Regions from separate parts of the Triticum aestivum genome. Here region 2 is linked to region 1. Evidence: chromatin contacts called from public Hi-C data. All regions are on one chromosome and are shown on one strand. The core of a region is the stretch at or near the end of the contact, and the rest is flanking DNA. Distances in the headings are between cores, read along the strand shown. Region 1 has its middle 11 kb from the start of LOC123097933. Region 2 holds the start of LOC123097934 (probable protein phosphatase 2C 30).

Region 1 (4,482 bases), core at 1,940-4,439:
CCTCGCTTAGGTTCTCACCAATTTGTATTGTTCATGTGTTAGGAACGAGTGTACCTTTTGGGGAATTTTGATCAAATTGTAACATGTTTTCTTTCTAAAAAAATATTGCCTATTATAGTTCCTTGGAGTAGTAGGCGTTGAACCGCTTCCCCTACCCCTCTTCCTTGTAGGCACAATCCTTCTTCTCCTCTTGCCCCTCAAAATTGTCATATCGCTGCTATTCGTCCTTATCCTCCACGTTACCTCCTAACTATTCCTCCTTCCCCACCCCAAGCGTTGGTCAGTTCTTCCTTGCCCTTCCCAGTGACGGTGATGAGAGCGTCATCCTTGATAGAGGATATGAACTGCACATCGATGCGTGTGGTTGGCAATGACCTTGAGGGCGGAGTAAGAGTGAGACACTTAGAGCGGTATGTTGGGAGGAAGGCAAGAGAGAGATCAAGGTGAGGGAGATAATTTGATCTCTTACAATTTTTAGTCGCGAGAGGAGAGGTATATCAAGGGATGCGGGAGAGGTCAAGAGAGGAGGCTCAAGTAGCTAAAGGGGAGGTGTTAGTCAGGGTTTTTCATGGGTGGGTCTCGACCAGATTTAATTTAGACGAGGTGAATTGCACATGGGTAGAAGAGATGAACCGCCTCCTGATGTCTTTCTACCACACACGGATATCTATAATAGCTTGTGTGCAACTTATCACACACGAGCCGCTCTTTGCAACTGGATGCGACCTACTTTTATCGCACACGAGCCTTATTCCAAAAGAACTTCACACATTGGTTACTTCTTCAACCCATGCGATCATCCTAATCATACACAATTTGTGACGCCCATGGATCAATTGGCACCGAGTTTGTGCTTCATGATAATGTCCGAAATAGCATTTTTGCAACATGGAAATAACTCTCCAATTGGCTAGAAGCTCCCTATTAAAAATGGTGCATAGCTGGGAGGTATTGCCTTAGCATTGCAATGGCTGAATATGCCAAACATTTTGCAGTTCTGATTGTGCAACTCTATAGGACCGCAGCACACGATGTACCCCGCCACGGACAACAGAACAAGACACGAATATATGATCAAGGAAGTGAAGAGGAGTACGAGACAATGCACAATAATGCTAAGAATATGATCATCCCAAAGTAGGTTTGCACATGTGTGAGCCGGAGGGGCGAAAAAGGCATAGGTCGTAAGGTGCACTATGTCCTGGTCTTTGTTTGAAACCTTGTTTTTAGCTGAAGGCAACATTAAAATATATGGCGTGCGTGAGGGAGCGGGCCACTGTCTAATCCTTGTATACTTCCACATCCACATTGAAAAGTGGTACATTAACTCCTTGCACTTGAGAATTATCAGTTACCCCTTCGGTTTCCTCCAAGAGCTCCCTACACAGCCTGGGCAATACCTGTGTGATCCACGTGTGATATGATTTAGTAAAATAATGGAATTCAGATACTAAAATAAAAGGCATGATCTCTCATCCAGTTTTCAAGAAATATATGCCGGTATGCATCACCCAGACAGTGGTGGAGATGAAAATGAGTGGTCTTGGAATTACATATATGTACCAGTGAAAGAAGGTATTGGTAAAGTTAGTTATCTTGAATGTTGCGAATCCGGCAATTAGATGGGTGAAACAACCTGCGGAGGTATTAGCATGAGTAGAAAGCATAACTGCAGAGATTATGCTTCGTGATAAGGTCGGAAATAACATTTTTGCAATGTGGCAATAAATCTCCCATTGCCTAGAAGCTCCCGAGTCAAAAAATTGGTGCATCGATGGAAGGTAGCGCATGTTGTCCACCATCAAACATCTTGTACATCAACTCGTGCAACTTTATAGAAATATTGTGCATGATGCCCACCATCACGGGCAATAGTTCAAGACACAAGTACTTGATCAAACAAGAGAAGAGGCGTATAGGATGATGCGCAATAATGCTTAAGAATATTGATTGGTCATCCCAAAGTAGGATGCATATGTGTTAACTGCTCGTGGTAGAGCTGGAGGAGCGGAAAGGGCATAGCTCGTAGGGTGCGCTATGTCCTGGACTTTGTATTTTCATTAATAATAAAATATGCACAAAGGTCTAAAAAACAAAGATCAGCCAATACTAGCTATAGGAAACAAAGCCACAATTAAATTACAAATTCTGTTCTACCCGGATTCTAATTTTCTCTGCCTTGCTTTACTCTACCCTGAGTTGTGCTGCCCATAGTCTCTCTTTCATATAGTATTTTCATGTGTCCAAGTGTGGTGTTGCTGCTCGAAATTTTTTGTCATTCCTAACTAACCATAAGCTCCAGCATCCCAATATGACAATGTCCACAGCTATACCCTTGGGGAGCTGAGTCAATGTAAGGAGAATCTCATCATATGCTGAAATACCTCTGTGCTTACCAGGAGTAAGATGATCCCAGCAGTAGAGTGCAAATGGACTTTGTTTCATAGCTAGTTTTTCAGCTGAACGCAACATTAACCGGAAATCTACGGCGCGCGAGGAGCTGGCCACTGTCTGATCCGGCGACATGCTAAACACGAGGACGGCTGCTAATCACCCACGTGGATGTCAAAAATGGCACACCAATCGTTCACATCATGCAACGAAAGTAGAACAGCAGACAAGGACGACCGAAGATTTCAAATCACACGCGCCATCGCAAAAGCTGGTTGCGTAACATGGACTGTTCACGGCGTGAACGCCACACGGCCACGATAAGACCCGACGTGCCCTAGAGAAAAAATCTACACAGTAGTAGATCGGCTAAGATCCAGTACTGGTCTTTTCCGACGCATTGATGATCAGATCTTTTTGTTCCTTCCCACAGAAGGCGCAAATCATGACGATCAATCACAGAGACGATATTTTTGAGATCTTTGGTGGTCGCCCGAGCGTGTGACGGAGAAGCCGATAGAGCGAAATATTTTATGGCACGACACGCGACATCCGTCGGTGTCCGCTCGGAACTGGAGCCGCGCGTTGCTTTGGGACTACGACATCATGTCATGTGCCGCTGATGGCGCCTACCGTCGCCACGTAAAGCCGGCCGGCGACAGCGAGGTCAGAGCCGGCGCGGCGACGGTGCGGCCGTGCGAGAAGAGACGGAGCCGTCGCGGGCCCCCCTGCCGGACCACGACGCCCCGGGCGCTCGTCCGGAGGATTGGCGTGAGGGAGGTGGGTGTCGCGGGCGGCGACGTGTTGGGCGTCCGGGGCCGGGGTCTCGCTGTCACGGAGATCTCGGTGCCAGCCCTCGGATTCGAGCACGAGATTTTTTTTCCGTTGGCCTCCTCACGCTCGCGTAAACAGGAGAAGCCGTTTCTCCGTTCAAATGAATTCAATGGTCCCTCGCGTCGCGTCGCGCTTTCAGGGATGCCAAGATCGAACCCGGCCAATGGCGCGACGGCAGCACCCCGGGGTGGACAGGACAGAGACAGACGTCTTGCTGTTGTACCGACGGTGCTCCGCAGCGTCGGGTGCCAAGTGTTCGCCTCTGCGTTCATCTCACATGCTCGGCCGCTGGAGACAGCTCAACAACATGAACGGGAGTAGTACCAAGTTCAAGGAGTCCAAACGAAACGAGCATCCGGAAAGGAAAAAACAGCTACGGAACAATGTCGTGCAGATCTGATCACGCCCTTCTCCACGTTATTCTGCAAGATTTGTCATACGGTGGGCAACAATCACATTTTTATTCTTCTAGCCTCCAAGAACACCAGTCAAGGGAGCAACATCATCGCAGCACCGCTTGGTCCGCAATCCAAACCTCAGAGCTTAAAAGACCTCCGGTCTTTTTTACGCTACATATAAGATTTGTCAAGTCAAACTTGGTAAAGTTTGATCATATTTGTATTAATAAATATTAATATCTACAACACTGAAGTTACACAATATGAAAATTAAATTCATAACACATCTAATTATATTGATTTCGTATTGTTCAGTGTTGATGTTTTTTATATATAAAGTTGATCAAACTTTACTAACCTTGACTTCACACAAATCTTATATGCGGAATAAAAAGAACCAAAGAGAGTGCAATATTAAACCTATTAACCATCGCGCAAGGAGCGCCCGCTCGACCTGTCCACGTCATCACACGGGACGAGCGGTTTACTGTGACTCAGCGTAGAAACAATGTATCAAGGTAAATAAAGCGAGGGATAAAAAACGCAGTGACTGTTTCCTTCGTTAAGAAGGCAACTCCCCATCACACGCCACCGTCTCTCACATTGCCGCCTCCTCTCGCTCCTCGCCTTCCACGCCGTCGCTGTCGCCGCTCCTCCTCTTCTTCTTGCGCCCCCTGCCATCCCCTCCTTCACAAGTTGTGTGGCGGACGATCCTCTCGATGATGGATGCGGGAGAGGGAGAACTTGGGAAGGTGTGCGGGGGCGGGTCAACCTAGGCTCGATTTTGGGGCCTCTCATGGTCGCGCCCACACCACCTGCGCTCCCCCCTCCTGCGGCGCAGCTGCTGCTTCTGGAGCTC
Region 2 (4,168 bases), core at 1,116-3,615, 450 kb before region 1:
GCGGTCTCTTCCTCCCTCCTTTCTTTTCTCTCCCCTCGATCTAATCGCCCGTCGGCCACGCCACCCAACCCCGTCGTCAAGTCGCAGCATACTACGCGCTGCCTCGTGTCCACTATGATCAGGCTCACGCCCGCGGATTTGTTGACTCACCACTGCACGGCTCGGCTCACCCACCGGCCGCGAGGACTTTTCAGCGACCGCGAGAGCAGGCAAGCGGCGGCAAGACGGAGAGCATGGCAGCGCGACACCTGCGACGCTCGACGCATTTGCGTGCGAAGGTTCCAACGGATGCTGAATTAACAATGCGAGCTCGAGCTTCTTGGACCCGGCACGGAGGGAGGAACATCCCGCCGAAACATTATTGTAGTCGAGGTCGCGCAACCGATTCTCTTTGCCGGACGCGTCGAAACGAACCTCACAATTGCGCAATCAAAGCCGACCGGAGGAAGCTTATGATAAACAAAGAAAGAAGATCGCGATCTAGTCAGAGGATGATGATGGATCATGCATGGAATGGAAGCCTTGATCGTTTCCACCGGATTATATTACAGTTTCTCTTGACGCTCGAGAAAGTTTCTTGACACGCCGGAAATCATCACCGGCTTTCGAAAGGAAAATGGCGGGGGCGGCGTGGGTCTGTCTGGCCTGACCACCTTTGCCACCCCCGAGAAATAAACGAAACAATTTCGTTGTGTATTTCATGAATTCCGCTATGGATACCATGTTCGCCGCTGAGTCAAGGATCACAGACGATAGTTTGGTGGATCCATGGATCCAGCGGCGGTCAGAATCTCGGGCGGCGCCTCCTGAGGTTGACGACGACGACGCTGACGTTGTCCGAGCTCTGCCGCGCTATCGCCAGCTTGGTCAGCAGGATGGCCGCCTCGGCGCATGCTTCGTCCACCTCCTCGCCGCTCTCCTCGTCGTCGCTATCGGAGCGTGCGTCCGCACAACCGCCACCGTCGTTCTGGGCTTCGTCGCCGCTGCTGCTACCGCTGCCGCTGCCGCTTCCACTGCTCTGTCTGGGGCTCAGGTTGGAGGTCGGGCTCGACCGCCCCCCGCGGCGCTTCGCCTTGCTCCGCACGCACGACCGCACCACGTGGCACGCGACCTCGTTGCTCACCACGTCCCACAGGCCGTCGCTGGCGAGGATGAGGAACTCGTCATCGCCGTCCTTCCTCTCCAGGACCCTCACCTCCGGGTCGGGTATCACGAATGGCTTCAGGTAGCTGTCTCCAATGGCCCGTGACATGGCTAGCACGCCGAAGACGCGGGCGCCGTCCCAGAAGATGACGCGCCCTCCGGCCGCTTGGATCCGCTCCAGCTCGTCGGGCCGATCCGGCTGAAAAGGAATCAAGCAGACACGTACGGTTAGAACAAGCCGGAATATGTAAATCTTTGGCAGAGCTTACAAGAAGTTGGTTGTGGGCGCATACCTTGTGGTCGGATGAGAGTGGGATGGCGGCGCCCCCGCGGCCGATGACGGCACGGCTGTCACCGCAGTTGGCGACGACGAGGTGGCGAGGGCCGACCACGGCGACGACGGCCGTGGAGCCGACGTGGTCGCACTTGGGCAGCTGCAACTCGCACCGGCAGGTGGGCGCTCCGCTGGCCCTTGACCTTGAGCTCACGGCCTCGGCGTCCATCCGCGCGAAGCTCCTCTCCATGACACCCATCCACCGGTCCGCGTCGTCCGACCCCGACGAGCGGGCGCCGCCGGCCTCCTCGACCACGATCTCGTGCATCCGCTCCCCGCACGACGTTGCAACCTACACGCACATGCAATTCAATCGATAAATACTCCCGAGTCAAAACACAGTTCGACCTGCACATGCGCGCTCTCCTTTCGGCGTAGACATATGCTACTAGATCAAAAGGATAGATTATTTGAACAGGGGATATATGAGTAGGCACTCACATGCGAGCAGCCATGGCCGTCGAAGACCCCGAAGAAGTGGTGGCCGGGGAGGAACTCGGGCCGGATAGAAACCGCGTCTTCCATGTCCCTCCGGCGTCCGCACACCGACGTGACGCCGTACTTGGCGGGCTCAATCTCCTCCTCGTCCGTCGAGGAGGATTCCTCGTCCAGCTTCCGCCTCTTCCTGGACACCTCCTCCGCGCCACGCTCGGCCACCAGTCTATGCCGCCGTATCTCCATCCTCCGGCGCCGCGCCGCTCGGCTGCCGACGTGGGACTCGGCGCCCTTCCCCTCCGCCCCCGCCCCCGCCCCCTCCGGCACGTCGCGGCGGATCTCCGACATGATTCACGAGCCCAACCAACCAACTCTTGAAAACAAAAACAAGCTAGAGCAGGCAACAACAAAGAGCTAAATATTTCTCCGTTCCTCCGACGTTTGGCAAATGGCGATTTTGAAGGGGCAGCGAGCAAGTGGCGCCTCCATATAAATGTGAGGGGGGAGGGGGGTGCCACGCGCCGGCCGCCCCGTACAGTTGTGCGATGGCGCGGAGGCCGTCGGGTGCGGCTCCACGTGACGCTCGCGCGTGGCCGGTACGTGCCGCGGGGACGCGTGTCGAGGCGCGGGCGCGTCCACTGGGCGGCAGCGAGCTGGGGCACGCGGCCGCGCGACACGAGTTGGGCGGGCCGGAATTGCTTCCGCGTTTGGTGTTCGGCGCGGGCCGTGGGCTGGCGGAGACACGTGTGCGTGCCTCCGTGGTGGCTCGCTGGGGACGGACGGACCAGGCCTACGTGGACGATGCGGCGCATCCGTGGAGGGATAAGAGGGAAAGCCGGCAGGAGGCACGCGTGGAGGAGGCAAGGGGTGGTGTACGGGCAAATTTGACAAAATTGACCTGTGGACGAAATCAAATCACAGAATGAACTGTCCGTGAAACTATTTCACGCGGTTTACCTTTTTGTGTGACGCCCGATACGAAAGCGTCACATTACACTGTGCAACGCCTCACAGATAGGCGCTACACGCCTGCCCAGCGTTGCACCCCAGACTGCCTAAAAATTGCTAAGTCATTGTGCAGAGCCTAAGAGTTAGGCGCTGCACTAATGGTTGCACTACAAAATGAAGCAACCGCTAGTGCAACGCCTAGAAGCTAGGCGCTATGTGGCGCCTAACTCTCAGGCGCTGCACACTGACTTAGTAATTTTCGGATCACACGGATGCGACGCTGGCCAGGCGTGTAGCGCCTATCTGTGAGGCGTTGCACAGTGTAGTGTGGCGCCTTCGTGTCGGGCATCACACAAAAAGGTCAGCCGCATGAAATAGTTTCACGGGCAGTTCATTCTGTGATTTGATTTTGTTCATAGGTCAAATTTGTCAATTTTGCCTGGTGTACGGGCCACGCTCTTCCGGCTCCGGCTCGTGTCCGGTCGCCGTCGTCCGCCATGCCAGTATGCCATGGCCCTACCTAGCTAGCTAGCGCCTTTATGGCACTGGGCCACACCATGCACGTAGTACTACGTGGATCCGTTGATGCCAATCCGACTTCTGTTCTTCCGCAAGCTTTGATGATGATTTTTTTTTCGGGGCTTTGATGATGATTTCCGAGTTGTGTTCCTCAGAATCACGATGAATCTCTAGTTCCCTCTTGCTGTTTTACCTTGGCCAGATTCCATAGGTTAGGTTATTAGATGGTTTTGGAATGCACTGTCGTCTCTTTCATATTCTCCTTCTCTGCACCATAAAGGAACCCTACCGTTCGAGCGCGTTCCTACGGGAAATCGGGCGGCAAACATATCTTAACCCATGCCTCGATGCTCGAAGAAATCTGCAAGTGCCATGCGAATCACGTGAAATCGCATGGAAACCACGCTAGCTGCTGGCGTCCATTTTCTGGTGACAACGCCATGTAACTCAACTCAACACCAGACACGTACGTGCACAGCACAAAGGAGAGGAGCCATCGACATCGACAGAAAGGGAGGACGTGCCCGTCTGGATCATGACCGACGTCTTAATCACATACTCAAGCCACGCGTCGGGTATGGGCATGTGCATAGATTAATCACACAGCTAGCTGGCTAGACCCACCCCGGCCTAAATTTTCTGCGCGTCACTTCACGGCTGTTGATGCTGCGGGGAGTTATCCGGAGAGCCTCGCGAGCTCCTGCATTTGAAGCTTAATTGATCAGCATAATAATACTGCAAAATGCATTCTTGGTAAACTTGGTGCATGCATGAGGACACGATCTGCTG

The links. A called contact is a pair of places that touch in the nucleus more often than the background predicts.
Region 2: a contact with region 1 is called in a Hi-C map of leaf, with 8 times the contacts expected there. The contact joins the promoter of LOC123097934 here to the enhancer-like site in region 1. A contact is called at or near these places in 3 of 5 Hi-C or Micro-C datasets (all in leaf) and 1 of 1 datasets of contacts at active chromatin or transcription factors (leaf).

Annotation. Positions count from the first base shown.
Region 1 is chr4D:362,805,623-362,810,104 of IWGSC CS RefSeq v2.1, reverse strand. No RefSeq gene overlaps it. Among protein-coding and RNA genes, the nearest start is that of LOC123097933, 11 kb to the right of the region's middle. Within about 2 kb of position 3,189, at least 2 of the 8 cell types and tissues checked have an H3K27ac peak or open chromatin away from gene starts, as enhancers often do. A contact at or near this core is called in leaf, where this site is marked.
Region 2 is chr4D:363,255,891-363,260,058 of IWGSC CS RefSeq v2.1, reverse strand. It overlaps LOC123097934 (probable protein phosphatase 2C 30), which reads right to left and starts at 2,365. Exons shown (of 3, transcript XM_044519781.1): 1 at 1,919-2,365; 2 at 1,437-1,769; 3 at 512-1,342. The coding sequence starts at 2,260. The coding sequence ends at 785.